Linked DNA regions of Pan paniscus: region 2 is linked to region 1. A link is a contact called in public Hi-C data. All regions are on one chromosome and are shown on one strand. The core of a region is the stretch at or near the end of the contact, and the rest is flanking DNA. Distances in the headings are between cores, read along the strand shown. Region 1 overlaps OSBPL3 (oxysterol binding protein like 3). Region 2 has its middle 98 kb from the start of OSBPL3.

Region 1 (7,672 bases), core at 2,594-5,093:
AGATATATAAATAAATTATAAATTTCCAGAATTCTTAACTGCCAGGGGAACTGTATTGGGGCTTGTAGAAAGAAAGACAGATACATGTGTTACTATATAAATACTTGCGTAATAAAAACCACGTGTACTAATTTCTTGAATGCTTGGGCATCCTTACCAATCAAGAATTGCTCTTCTTTGATTGGAGAGGACGTGATAGGGAAGAATGCTTAAAAAAAAAGTCTAAATTGGGTTTATTCAACAGGCTAACAGACAGCATCTCTTCCAGGGCTGGGTCAGTTCAGACAAAGGCATTTACTGCCCTTTTTGCCTGAATTAAAATGTAAGGAGAATACAGACTCAACCAAAATCCTGCAATAACAAAGACAGGTTAGATTCTGCTCATTATTCTCTACTCTAATAGATTTTAGAAAGATTGCCATCAACAAAGATTAAGTGATTAACTGTGAATTACCTTTTTCCATGGGCATTGAAGTTAATCAAAGCCTTTGTATAATTTTTTCAAGTTGGCCAGCATCCGCCACCACCTTTGATGCTAAGATTCAAAGAAGACATTAACAGCAGATGTGAGAATCAGAGCATTTTGAAGCCAAGAGGGATCCTCGCACCTCATTTTATAAAGAAATATGCGAGACTGAGGTTGGAAAGGTCAAATTCAAAAGTTTTTTTTCTCTAAATGTCCATGAGAAGGAACCTTAATGATGTGTCCTGGCTTTGGGGAGGGACACGAGCCCTGGATCTGGAAGAGGATGGCGTAGGTTTGGAGTGCTACCTTTATCACTCATTAATGGTGTGGCACTGGGGAAGCTCTTTGCTGGCCAGAACCCCTATTTCCTAATTTATAAAATCAGGCTCACCAAGATACAAGGCTGCCCTAAGAACTAAGTGAAAATACACTCATTTTAGAAATCTATATTTTGATTTTTTAAATGAGTGTATTTTCACTTAGTCTCTTTTGAATGAGTATATTTTCACTTAGTCTCTGCCTAATCCACATCAGTGTATGATCCTGGACAGTTTGTATGTGTTCTTTTTTTAGTTGGCCGAATCAGTGGAATCAGCCTTATTTCACAGATGAGGTGACAGAGGCTGAAGGGACTGAAAAGCTGTGAAGGTCATACAGCCAGCAGATGATGCTGCAGTCAGGGCCCAGGTCCATGGAACAACAAAAACCTTTCCCTCGTTCCCAGACACTAGTGCAGCACATGGCAGATGCTCCAGAAATAGGAGGAAATATACAAAATAATAAGCTATCAATGTAAATCTCCCCAGAAAGCTTTGTAAAACTCTTAAAAGCAATGTGGGCCAAATAAACCATTCCCAAAGGCCTGTGTAAGCCATAAAGAAATAAGCAAAGTTACTGATACTTGAAGGTTGAGACTTATTCAGAAAATGTGTTGAACCCATCTAAACATAATCTGCTAAACATTCATTCATTATCTAACACAATAGTTTAAAAAAATCAAGGTTGGGTTTTTATGAGATGTGTGTTTACTGTAGGGGTTCTCTTGTAATTCATATGGATAGTATATTTATCCCTGTTTTATGGGGTTTAAAATTATTACAGAAGAGGCGTATGGTTTTTATATACTGTGTTTACATTCGGCCATACCTGTAAAGATGCCAAATTCTTCATCAAAGCTATAGTGCTCCTCTCCCACATTGCTACATTGTTTTTGTGGGATGAATATAATCTACTTCATAATAATCCACTTTAAAATATGTTTACATTATGGGGGAGAGGAACATTTCATAGCTTTCCTTCCATTTCATAGTGGGTCATGCCAGGTGGGGTGGAGAAGTGGGGAGTGGGGATTGTCTTGAGCTGATTAATGGTTATTATTATTATAGATAGTGTCTCACTATGTTGCCCAGGCTGGTCTTGAACTCCTGGATCCTGGGCTCAAGGGATCCTTCTGCCTCAGCCTCCCAAGTAGCTGGAATTACAGGGCTATGCCACTGCACCTTGATTTTGTTTTATATGATCCCATGGTTTCAAAGCTATCTGTTGTTTTCATCGAGAGACAGCTAGTGAAGAAAAGGAGAAGAATGTAGCATTTATTAATATAAGGTATCTCCAAGTGGTAGGATTTTTTTAAAAAAGATAACTGGATATGGTGGCTCACACCTGTAATCCCAGCACTTTGGGAGGCTGAGGCGGGAAGATCACTTGAGGCCAGGAGTTCCGGACCAGTCTGGGCAACATAGCATGACCCCATCCCTACAAAAAGTGAAAAAATGAGCCGGGCATGGTGGCACACACCTTTAGTCCCAGCAACTTGAGAGGCTGAGACAGGAGGATCACTTGAGCCCTGGAGGTCAAGGCTGTAGTGGGCTGTGATTGTGCCCCTGCACTCCAGCCTGGGTGGCAGAGTGAGACCCTGTCTCAAAAAAAGAAAAAAGACAACATCAAAGGAAATCAGAGAGTTACATTATGGGATTAGGTTTCTAAGTCAGTGCTTGAAGTGAAAGTTGCCCTTGAAAATCCCACAGGCACAGAAGGGCTCACGTTCTTAGGAGGCACATGGGAACCAAGACAAACCAAAGAGCAGCAGATTTGAGTCTCCTGCTTTGTATTGCAACTGGCGTTTGTGTTTATTGAGGAATCTGAAAGATACCTACATGATTTACGTCTTTGTCTCTACCTTTCTTTGGCCCACACTGGTATGGCTGTAATCCCATGAGTCACATCTGGGTGTGGCGTGTGTGACCACATCCTCCCAGCTGTGCAGTCCTCCTGCTGGAGGCCTGGCATACAGAAGTAGTTTTCAAACCATGTTCCTCAGCTGAGGGTCCCAAGGAAGGTGAACAGCTGTGGATTTGTCACCCACTGCCCTCCCTTCCTCCCCACCTGTTTATCTCAAGCAAGGGCTCAGTATTCTGGGTTCTTGATAAGATGGGTTTGAAAACTGTACAGCTGCTTAAAACATTTTTTTTTCTTTTTTTTTGCAAAGTTTGAAAACCAGTGAGGTAAACCAAAACTGCTGGGACTTACCTCTACCTCTTCCCTGACTATCGGTGTGGCTTGGGAAATGTTACTTAATCTTTCTGGTTTCAGTCTCTTCTTTTATAAGGTGCAGGCTTTGAGCTAGATACTCTCAATGTAAGACACCTCTGTTAAGAATCAGCTACATCAGAGAACTTTCTGGAAACACCCCTGGCAGCATTACTGTGGTTTCACCAGTGCTGAATTAGAATGACAGCATATACACCTCTCAACGTTCCCTGAGTGTGACTGAGATAATAAGGAAACAGAGGGAGGAGCCATTTTCTCTTCAGCCTCTTCACTGCTGAATAAAATGAGTAATGACCCCTTGCCAAAGGGCAGTCTCTGCTCCAGGGGACTCTCTTTTCTGGAATGAGATTACTTATTTGCTCAAGATAGTTTTATTAGACCAAAAATAAATAAAATTTTCTTAACAGTTGACTAACATTTCCTCAACAATTGTGTTTACCTTTTTTTTTTTTTTTTAATAGAAACACTCTTTTTTAAAAAAATTACCTTGCATCGGTCTTCTTGTAGGTGATTTGAAAAGAGGCTGGACTTTATGATGCAGAGTTTTCAAGAGTTAAATTGGCTGAGCCCGAGGAAGAACATTTTGGGTTGCATTTAAAATACTTGTTATTTGATATCTTAATTAAAACATCTGCAGCTACTTTCAGAACAGCTAATAAGAGATGTTGACATTGGTAGCCAATGTCAAATTATATGTTATGGGTGAGCAGTCCTCACATGTCTCCGTTTTTATTTTTATGTCTTTCAAAATGCGTCTCTATCCTCATCACTCGCCACCTGGCCGCCCTCCCACGGAGGCTTCTGGAGGCTTCCGTTCAAGGGCCTTCCCCTCAGCCTTGACCAATTTGAGCAAGTGGGAGCTGACTGTATCAGGAGCGCCCTCTTGAGGACAGACTTGTTGAGGGAAACTAAAGAAGTTTTTCCTTCGGTTCAGCCTTGCACGCTCTTACATCTCAGTGCAGGGGAGAAAGAATGGATTTCATGAGACACAAAAGTTCATTCATTTTTTTGTTTTTCTGTCCTTTGTTTCCATCAGGTCAGCCACCATCCGCCTATCTCTGCGTGTCATGCTGAGTCTAGAAATTTTGTTTTCTGGCAAGGTAATGTGCTAATACATTTTACTTCCATTATATTGTGTAATATGTTATCTATTTATTTTATCCAAGAATTGCTGTCAGTTCTTACTGAGATCAAAAGTGGTCCTTGGATTTGGGCCTGGTTGGAAGGATCTGCGCCACCTGTTCTTGCCTCTTATCTCTCACTTAGTTTATCTGAGCCACTTCCATTTATTTCTGTAACTTTATCTTATGTAAAAATCATTTGAAACGCCTCACATATTTCAAGAGACATTAAATATTTACAGTTGTTTATCAGAGTGTAGACAGCAGAGGGGTTTTCAGCTTTTGTCAAACTTAAATTTTATTTCTGAAGTCGTGTTTTACATTGCTTACTTCTTTTCATTTTTGAGATGATTGTTCCTAAAATTTTGTTCAGTTTATATTTTGAGTTGGGGGTGGGTGGGTAAATCTTCTAAAGAATAAATAAGGCTATAGATATTTCCTAGATGGATTAATTTTGTTAATCTCTCAATTTATTAAAAAAAAGTGTACTGTAGAAGGAAAATATAAGCATCCTAGGTTTTTAGACAGTGAGCACATACACATTTTAAAAATATTTTTCTCTGCTACTAGTGATATCACACATTGCCTTTACACACACAGGCACACACACACACGCAGTCTTTAAACTTTAAACTTTAAAAGTATGAAACAGTATACTGTAACCCCCTTCCCCAGCCACTCAGTTTCTCTCTTTGGAGGCAATCAGTATTTCCGGTTTAAAGTGACAAGTACCATGGTTTTCTTTCTTCACCTTTGCTATTAAAGTTTAAAATTGAAACTGCTCTCTCACCAAAACCCTCTGGAAATATTCTCATAAGGTTCCTAGCCTCCTAATTGGTAAATCTCACTCATGCTATAAGCACCTCTTCTTTGTTTTTTCAAAAGTTGGATTTTTTTTTTTTTTTTTTTTTTAAATGGAGTCTCGGTCTGTTGCCAGGCTGGAGTGCAGTGGTGCGATCTCGGCTCACTGCAACCTCCGTCTCCCGTGTTCAAGTGATTCTCCTGCCTCAGCCTCCCGAGTAGCTGGGACTACAGGCATGCGCCACTATGCCCAGCTAATTTTTGTATTTTTAGTAGAGATGGGGTTTCACCATGTTGGCCAGGATGGTCTTGATCTCTTGACCTTGTGATCCGCCTGCCTCGGCCTCCCAAAATGCTGGGATTACAGGCATGAGCCACTGCGCACAGCCAAAAGTTGGATTTTTTTTTAATGCGAGGGGTCTTCTCAAAGTAGTTTTGTGTGCTCCTGTGTTACATCCTTCCCTTCTCAGCCTTAGCATCCTTCTCCTAGGCCATCCTTCCCCATCAGCCTTTTCCTGAGCAATCTACCTATTTCCATGGGCCTAGGATTCCCAAATCTTGCTTTGTAACCCAGCCTGACATTTCTCTGCCTTTTATGTAGGTTGTGTAAACCATTTCCGTTTGTTGTGATTGTAGATGTAGCTGGGCTTAAATCTGCCCTCATGATGTTTCTTTTCTGTTTGTCACATCCGTTCTTTGTTCTCTGTTTCCTCTTTCTCTGCCTTTTGGATTGAATAATTTCTATCATTCTCTTTCATCTCCCCTGTTAGTTTATTAGCTATACTTACCTGTTTTGTTTCTTGTTAAAGTTGTTACTTTAGGATTTATGTTATATATTTTTAATATCATCAAATAATATTATGCCAGTTTCATATAGTGAGATTTACAGAAGTATACTTCCATTTTCCCTTCCCAACCTCTCTACTATTTTTTAATATATCTTCTGTATATCATAAACCATGTGGTACATTGTTAATACTTTTGCTTTAAACAGCCAGCTATCTTTTTTTTCTCTTAGTAACAATTTTATGAACATATAACTTATATACCATATCATTCACCCGTGTAAAGTGTGCAATTCAATGGTTTTTATTCACAGAATTGTGAATTTAATAAACTGTGCAGTTATCAGCACAGTTAATTTTAGAACATTTTCATCACTCCAAAAAGAATCCTTTTTAGCAAATATTACCCTCCCCCTCTGCCACCTGCCCCATTTCTCTCAATATTCCCCAGTCTATAAATGTGCCTGTTTGGGGCATTTTATATGAATAGGATTATACAATATGAGGCCCACTGTGCTCGCTGGTCTCAGACCCACCTCTCTCACCTGGACCCCAGCCAGGGCTCCCCACTGTCCCCCCTGCTTCAACCCTGATTTCCCTGTGATCTGTAGATCCTCAGTGCAGCAGCCAGATGGGATCCTCTTGCTGTTCTTTTTCTATTTCCTGGCTTCTCTGTTGGTGCCACCATTCATTGCAAGTTAGAGAAATCTGATATTGTTCATAAATTCTTTCTTTTTCAGTCTGTATCTAACTTGTCACCTAGTTGACCTAGTGCCTATTTCTTCTTCTTTAGTATTTCTGGGCTCACTCACTTCCCCACGTCTGTTGTCTTGGTTCCCTTCATCCCGTTTGTTATCCCCTGGGCAATTGCAGTAGCCTCTTAACTTGTCGCCTTGCTTCTCCTCTCTCCTACTCCTGTTCCATTCTCCATATGGCTTCCAATTGCCTTTGCAAGGTCCATGTCTAATCACATCAGTGGCCTGATTATTTCCACTCAGCGCACACAAACCAGACTCTTAGCCAGGCTTGGAGAGCCCATTGTTTTTCGTTTTCAGTTTTTTGTTTTGTTTTGTTTTGTTTTGTTTTGTTTTGGCAGAATCTCACTCCATCACCCAGGCTGGAGTGCAATGGCATGATCTTGGCTCACTGCAACCTCCACCTCTCGGGTTCCTGCCTCAGCCTCCTGAGCAGCTGGGACTACAGGCACCCACCACAACGCCCAGCTAATTTTTGTATTTTTAATAGAGAAGGGGTTTCGCCATGTTGGCTGTGCTGGTCTCGAACTCCTGATCTCAAATGATCCACCCACCTCTGCCTCCCAAAGTGCTAGGATTACAGGCATGAGCCACTGCACCTGGTTTTGTTCTCAACCTTTCTACTCTTCTCTAGATAAGACAATCTGAGACCTATAGGACAGAACCACACTATTTGACTGTGTTTTCCTATACTTCTGTCCCCTCAGACAAGCTATTTATTTGGCCTTAAATTGCTTTTTCTCTGCCCAGTGAACTCCTGCTTATTCCTCAAAGCCCCATTTAGATGGCCCTTTCTGACAAGCCTCTTCTGATGCTTTCTCCAAGCATATTCGTCACTCCTTCTTCTCAGGTGTCATTTTACCTTATAACACAGTTATAGCCTGGGCCTCTCTGTGTGCTTACTACTTGTTTTCACTTCTCGCATTCATGGAAAGGACTTTATCTTATCATTTTAGTTTCCCTGATTCTGCTCCAAGGGCCCATATGGGGTTGGTACTTATATTTTATGAAAAGTTATCCTATACAATAATTGACTTGATTGTGAAGAGGTTGTACTATATAGCGATTGATCATTTATCTAGCCTAGGAACTATTTCATCTACCTAACTCTCCTGCTAAAAATGTAATATTTGGTATTTCATTTCAGATGTGAGATGGAAAAACAAATTCTGGGGCAAATCCATGGAAATTGTT
Region 2 (7,672 bases), core at 1,419-3,918, 260 kb before region 1:
ACAGGCACATTTTGCACATTCTAAGAAGTTGGGGGCGAGGGAGAAGCATTACCAAGTCCATCATTGTGCATATATTACAGCATATAAAGGTTGCCATTGTACTTGAGTTTGAGTTTCCGTCTGTCAAGGTTACATTGACACACATACATTTGCTATCAGGAATGTCTGGACTCCCTTGACAATGAGAAAACAAAACACTTCCGTGCTTATGGTTGTTGGTAACAATAATGGGGTTGAAATCTGTCAAAGCTGGGGGTGAATGGTGAGGAGGGCCCTTGCACTAAGTCACATATAGTTAAGCTGTGAGTGGCGCACTTGGGAGGGTGTGTTATCCTATCCCACAAAAGAGGAGGGCTGACTCGTGAACCTAGTATTCAGCAGCTTCGGGGTCTTTTCCTGTCACTGCAATTTTCTATACGTGATCTTCAGAGTTAGATGGCCTGTTTGAATCAAGGTTTCACGATTACAGCTTTTCTATCTCTAATAATGGAGCAATCTAGCTTCTTCACATTTGCGTTGATAGTGTGTTATGTGTACTTGTTCTGGCCTGATCTAGCAAATGAAGTTTGCTAGCTGTCCTCTAGCAAACACACTGAAATGCAACATTCACCTCAAGACCTTTGCTAAAGATGTTTTTCTTCCTTGAGACAAAGTGTCGCTCTGTCCCCCAGGCTAGAGTGCAGTGGTGCGATCTCTGCTCACTGCAGCCTCTGCCTCCCAGGTTCATGCTATTCTCCTGCCTCAGCCTCTCAAGTAGCTGGGATTATAGGCGTGTGCCACTATACCTGGCTATAATTTTTGTATTTTTTAGTAGAGACGGAGTTTCACCATATTGGCCTGGCTGGTCTTGAACTCCTGACCTCAAGTGATCCACCCACCTCAGCCTCCCAAAGTGCTGGGATTATAGGACAGGTATGAGCCACTGCTTCTGGCCTAAAGATTTGATCAAAAAGACAGAAAGCTCTGTGACTTTGGTGAGCCTTTGAGCCTCTGTTTACTTGTGAGAATGATATTCATAATATCCACTTCTTATGGTTGTGATAACATGATAGGACTGTAGTTTGGATTATCTGGGTCTTTTTTAAAGCTAGAAAAAAAAGTCTGGCTAGGCACGGTGGCTCATGCCTATAATCCCAGCACTTTGGGAGGCCAAGGCGGGCGGATCGCCTGAGGTCAGGAGTTCAAGACCAGCCTGGCCAACATGGTAAAACCCTGTCACTACTAAAAATACAAAAATTAGCCCAGCATGGTAGCAGGCGCCTGTAATCCCAGCTACTTAGGAGGCTGAGGCGGGAGAATTGCTTGACCCTGGGAGGCGGAGGTTGCAGTGAGCTGAGATCGCACCATTGCACTCCAGCCTGAGTGACAGAGCAAGACTCCATCTTAAAAAAGAAAAAGAAAAAGAAAAAGAAAAAGAAAAAAAAATTCCTCTGAAAGTTCCTGGCAGTCTTTTGTCTCTAGAAGTAGAGGAGCTATCGATCCACCTTTGGAGGAGTCTTGCTTTATTTTGAAAAGAAAAAAACACCAGAAGGGACAATTTTACTTTAAAAACGGCAAATCTCCGGTATAAGTGCGTTTGTGTATACAGTGATGCGCCACTTAACGATGGGAATATGTTCCGAGAAATGCATAGTTAGGTGATTTCATCATTGTATGAACATCATACAGTGTACTTACACAAACCTAGGTAGTGTAGGTTTAGTAAAGGCTACTGCACACCCAGGCTAGATGCTATAGCCTATTGCTCCTAGGCTACAAACCTGTATGGCATGGTACTCTACTGAATTCTGTAGGCAATTATAACACAACAGCAAGTATGTGTGTATCTGAACATATCCAAACATAGAAAGGGTACAGTAAAAATATGGTATTACGATCTTATGGAACCATAGTTGCATAGGTGGCTCGCCATTGGCCAAAATGTCATGCAGCACATGACTGTACTAATGCATTTAATCTTTCCAACATTTAGAATTGTTATATTTATTTGATTTAACAAGTATTTAGTTGCACTTATATGCCAGTTATTGGTCTAAGTGCTTTGCAAATTTTAACCCATTCAATCTTCATAGCAACTCATATTACAGGTATGAAGTAAAATCACTTGCTCAAGGCTGCATAGCTAATAGGGAACAGGCCAGGATTCACACTCAGGTAGGCTAGCAGCAGAGCCGGTGCACTTAGCCACTCTGCCACACCCCAGATGCTCTGAGTGTAGTGTCTGCCCTGTTTACCACCATATCCTAGCCCCTAGAAAAGTAACTGGACTCTGGCAGGCACTCCAATATTGATTGAGCCTGGCTGCCTGGCACCATTCTAAAACACTTTATCCATAACAACTAGCCTAATTGTTTTAACAACCCTGTAATACATAGCTACTGTTATTAGACTGAGCACACCATTTATCACCCTAACCAGGATATTATTAATAATCATAGTGGAAGAACAAGGGTAAGCCAGGACTGTCCCAAGCGAGCCAGGACATATACCAACCTGTATTATTATTACTGTGACTATACAGATGATGAAACGGAAGCAAAGGGAGGTTAGTTCACTTGCCAAGATCACATATCAGTAAGTGATGGCATCAGGATTGGAAACCAGATAGTTGGACACCAGAGGCTTCAGTGGTGACTCTTCAATGGGGAAGTGAAACTTAGAGAGGTGGAGCATCTTATTCAATGTTACACAACCAGGTAGCCCCAAATCCCGTGCTATTTCTGTTATACATACTTCCCCTTCTAAGGCATTTATACCACAGAGATCATTCATGAACCTCTTAGTCTTCCAAACCACCTTTGAAGAAAGAAGTGCTCTGAAGGAAATAAGCACTCTCCATACATGGGAATGAGTTTTGCTAAAACCCGTGGGAAAATATTCAGGCAATATTTATTACATATTAACTCACAAATATTTTGGATTTCCAGATATCTTTCTGTTATTGATTACTAGTTTAATTATCTCCTGATCAGAGAACACACTTTGTGTGATTTCAATTCTTTTCAATGTGTTGATTGTTTTATGGCCCAGAAAATGGTTTATCTTGGTGAACGTTTCACGTGCACTTGAAAAGAGTGTGTGTCCTGCTAAGGTTGGGTAGAGATTTCTAGAAATGGCAGTTAGATCCAGTTACTTGACAGTGTTGTTCAGGTGTTCTCTTTCTTTGATCAGTTTCTGTCTACTTATTCTAACAATTACTGAGAGGAGTGTTAAAGACAATTATAATTGTGAATTTGTCTCTTTTTCCTTGCTGTTTCATTGGTTTTTGCTTCTGCAATTTGAAACTCTGCTATTAGGTGTGTACACAGTTACGATTGTTATGTGGTCCTGGAGAATTCTCCTTTATCATGATGTAATCTCACTCTTAACTGGTTAAATTTTAATTTAATTTTATATTTTAGGGACAGGCTCTTGTCCTGTTGCCCAGGCTAGAATTCAGTGGTGCGATCATAGCTCACTGCAGCCTCGAGTTGGGCTCGTATGTTTCTCCCACCTCAGCCTCCCAAAGTGTTGGGAATATAGGCATGAGCCTCTGTGCCCAGTTTATAATTGGGTCTTGTTTTTCATGCAGTATGACAATATCTTTTAATTGGTATATTCAGATCATTTATATTTAATGTAATTATTGATGTGGTAGGATTTTTGTCCACAATTATTATTTTGTTATTTGTTTGTTGTCTCTGTTTTTTGTTTCTCTGTTCTCCCTGTGCTGCCTTCTTCTGCGTTCTTGGAATACTTTTTGGTATTTCATTTTAATGTAGCGTTTGAATTTTTGTCTATATCTCTGCATTTTTTTCTTTTAGTGATTACTCTAGGGATTATAATTACATTTCTAAGCTTTCATAGTTTATTTAGCATAATTTTTTTTTTTTCGAGACGGAGTCTCGCTCTGTTGCCCAGGCTGGAGTGCAGTGGCACGATCTTGGCTCACTGCAAGCTCCGCCTCCCAGGTTCACGCCATTCTCCTGCCTCAGCCTCCCGAGTAGCTGGGACTACAAGCACCTGCCACCACACCCGGCTAATTTTTGTATTTTTAGTAGAGACGGGGTTTCACCGTGTTAGCCAGGATGGTCTCGATCTCCTGACCTTGTGATCCACCCGCCTCAGCCTCCCAAAGTGCTGGAATTACAGGCATGTGCCACCGTGCCCGGCCAGCATTAATATTTACAAGGCCAAGTAAAATGTAGAAGGCTTGCAATTGTATATAGACTTCTTTGAACCACCTCCCCCTAGAATTTTGTGTTATAGTTGTCACATATATTACATGCATTACATTGAAAATCCCACCACATAATTTTATAATTTTTTGTTTTCAGTAGTCATAAATATTTAAAAGGCTTAAGAGGAAAAAATAATTATATATATACACACATATATACATACATATATATGTACATATACAGATTCATACATATATATAAATATATAAATATATATATGACAAAACAGACAGCTCTCATTCCTGCTACTTTGTCTTCGCTCTTGAAGATACAGATTTCTCTCTGGTATTATTTCCCTTTGCCCTGAAGGACTTGCTTTAGCATTTCTTTTAGAGGAGTTCTGCTGGAGACACATTTCTTTAGTTTTCCTCCTCTCAGAATGTCTTTATTTCACCTTCATTCTGAAAAGCTATTTTTTCAGGATATAAAATCCTAAGTTGACAATTCTTTTCCCTCATCACTTAAAAAATATGTTGTGGTTCCATAGTTTCTGATGAGAATTCATGATGATTCCCCTGTGTGTAACATGTCATTTTTCTATAGCTGCTTTTCGATTTTTTTTTTTTTTTTTTTTTTTTGAGACAGAGTTTCACTCTTGTTGCCCAGGCTGGAGTGCACCATCTCAGCTCACTGCAACCTCCACCTCCTGGGTTCAAGCGATTATTCTGCCCTCAGCCTCCCGAGTAGCTGGGACTATAGGCGTGCACAACTACCCCTGGCTAATTTTCTTTTCTTTTTTTTTTTTTTTTATTTTGAGACAGAGTCTTGCTCTGTCGCCAAGCTGGAGTGCAGTGGCATGATCTTGGCTCACTGCAACCTCCGCCTCCCAGGTTTAAGTGATCCTCCTGCCTCAGCCTCCCGAGTAGCTGGGACTACAGGCATGTGCCACTATGCCCAGCTAATTTTTGTATTTTTAGTAGAGACAGGGTTTCACCATGTTGGCCAGGATGGTCTCGATCTCTTGACCTTGTGATCCACCCACCTTGGCCTCCCAAAGTGCTGGGATTACAGGTGTGAGCCGCTGCACCCAGCCCAGATTTTTTTTTTTTTAATTTCAGAAATTTCATTATGGTGTGTTTAGACATGGTTTCCTTTCCATTTATTCTGTTTGGGGATGACCGAGATATTTGAATCTGTAAGTGTATGTTTTTCATCAGATTTGAGAAGTTTTCAGCCATTTTCTTTTTAATATCTTTTTCTCCCCCCAGTTTTTTAACTTCTTCTGGGATCCTAATGATGAGTATTTGACCTTTCAATAATGCCTGTATTAGTCAGTGTTCTCCAAAGAAACAGAATCAATAGAATCTATGTATCTATGTATCTATCTATCTATCTATCTATCTATCTATCTAATCAGAGATTTAGTACAAGAATTGGCTTACATGGTTATGAAGGCTGAGAAGTCTCATGATCTGTTGTCTGCAAGGTGCAGAAGCAGGAAAGCTGGTGATATAATTCATCTGAGTACAAAGGCCTGAGAACTAAGGGAGCCAATGGGATAAGCTCAGTTCAAGTCCAAAGGCCCAAGAATCAGCAGCAATATCTGAGGGCCAGAGAATATGGATATCTCAATTCAAACAGCAGTGAATTAGCCTTTCCTCAGCATTTTTGTTCTATTCATGCCCTTAATGGATTGGAGATGTTCACCCACATCAGTGAGGGTAATCTTCTTTACTCAGTCTACTGATTCAAATGTTAATCTCTTCCAGAATCACACCTTCACAAACACACCCAGAAATAATGTTTTAGTAACTATCTGGGCATCCATTAACTCAGTCAAGTTGACATATTGAAATTAATCATCACAGTGCATACATATCCGAGAGTCTCTGTTTATTTTTTTCAGTCTTTTTACTTTCTGCTCTTTATATTAAAAAATTTCCATTGATCTATCTTTAAGTTCACTGATTCTTTTCTCCATCCTGTTATTGAGCATATTCAGTGCACTTTTTATTCCATAAATTGTAGTTTTCAGTTCTAAAATAATTGGCTCTTTTCTATAGCTTCTGCATCTCCCCTGAAGAGTTCTATCTCTCGAGATAGAACTGTTTCAGGTGTGTTTACTTTTACTTCAGATGCATGCTCATGTAGCAGTCATATGGCTGCTTTAAAGTCGTCTTTGGGCCGGGCGCGGTGGCCTGTAATCCCAGCACTTTGGGAGGCCAAGGCGGGCGGATCACGAGGTCAGGAGATCGAGACCATCCTGGCTAACACGGTGAAACCCTATCTCTACTGAAAATACAAAAATTTAGCCGGGTGTGGTGGCAGGCGCCTGTAGTCCCAGCTACTCCGGAGGCTGAGGCAGGAGAACGGCGGCCTGAACCCAGGACGCGGAGCTTGCAGTGAGATGGCTCTACTGCGCTCCAGCCTGGGCAACAGAGCAAGACTCCGTCTCAGAAAAAAAAAAAAAAAAAAGTCGTCTTTGGGCCAGGTACAGTGACTCACGCCTGTAATCTCAGCACTTTGGGAGGCCAAGGCGGGTGGATCACCTGAGGTCGGGAGTTTGAGACCAGCCTGGCCAACATGACGAAACCCCGTCTCTACTAAAAATACAAAAATTAGCTGGGCATGATGGCGGGCACCTGTAATCCCAGCTACTTGGGAGGCTAAGGCAGGGAGAATCGCTTGAACCCGGGAGGCAGAGGTTGCAGTGAGCTGAGATCATGCCACTGCACTCCAGCGTGGGCAACAGAGCAAGACTCTGTGTCAAAAAAAAAATAAAAATAAAAATAAAAAAATTAAGTCGTCTTTGGCAATCTTGGTGTTGGCATCTATTGTCTTTTGAGAATTGGTCACATTTACCTGGTTCTGTGTCTGTCAAGTAATTTTGCTGCTAGATATTGTTAATGTTGTATTGGGTAGACTCTGAGTCCTGTTATAATCCTCTGGATTCCCGGGCAAAAACAAAAAAAAAAATAGAAAAAAATCATTTGGAAATTACTTTTTTTCCTGTTCGTTTTAGCAGACAACCTAACTGGTTAGTTTCAGACTGTAAGTTCTGTAGACAATGGCTTCAATGTCAGTTCAGTTTTCTAAACCTTTGTTGTACTTCTATGGGTATGTCTGATTCATCTACAACTCAGGGAGAGCCTGAGGTTTGTGCAGGTTGATGCACAGATTTGGAGAGTCCATATCTCCAATTCTCTTCTCTCTTGTTCCCTCCCACTCTCTCCACAGCCCACAGAGACCCCTCCCGCTCCTTTGGTCAGAAAGATGAGTTTCCTGTGGGAATTTTAACCATCCACGCTGCTGCTCTACCATGCAGCTTTATGATTGGAATCTCCTCTCTGGGCAAAGCTATGAAAGAAAAGAGAAAAAAATGGGAAACTCATTCCCTTACAGGTTGCTTCTTCAAGTTTTGACTCCTTTTCATAATCTGCTGCTGTTGTTTACTTTTCAGAACTTTTGGGTAGTTGCTTTTTATGTTTTGGACAGTGTCTTGTAATCAGCAG

Evidence for each region. Hi-C and Micro-C count contacts between places; a contact is called where the count stands out from the background.
Region 2: a contact with region 1 is called in a Hi-C map of fibroblasts, with 6 times the contacts expected there. The contact joins two enhancer-like sites. A contact is called at or near these places in 2 of 3 Hi-C or Micro-C datasets (fibroblasts and induced pluripotent stem cells).

The regions. Positions count from the first base shown.
Region 1 is chr6:29,673,527-29,681,198 of NHGRI_mPanPan1-v2.0_pri, reverse strand. It overlaps OSBPL3 (oxysterol binding protein like 3), which reads left to right. Exons shown (of 22, transcript XM_034963825.3): 16 at 4,053-4,116; 17 at 7,626-7,672. Among named protein-coding and RNA genes, the nearest start is that of GSDME, 62 kb to the right of the region's middle. Within about 2 kb of position 3,843, at least 1 of the 2 cell types and tissues checked has open chromatin away from gene starts, as enhancers often do.
Region 2 is chr6:29,933,042-29,940,713 of NHGRI_mPanPan1-v2.0_pri, reverse strand. No RefSeq gene overlaps it. Among named protein-coding and RNA genes, the nearest start is that of OSBPL3, 98 kb to the right of the region's middle. Within about 2 kb of position 2,668, at least 1 of the 2 cell types and tissues checked has open chromatin away from gene starts, as enhancers often do.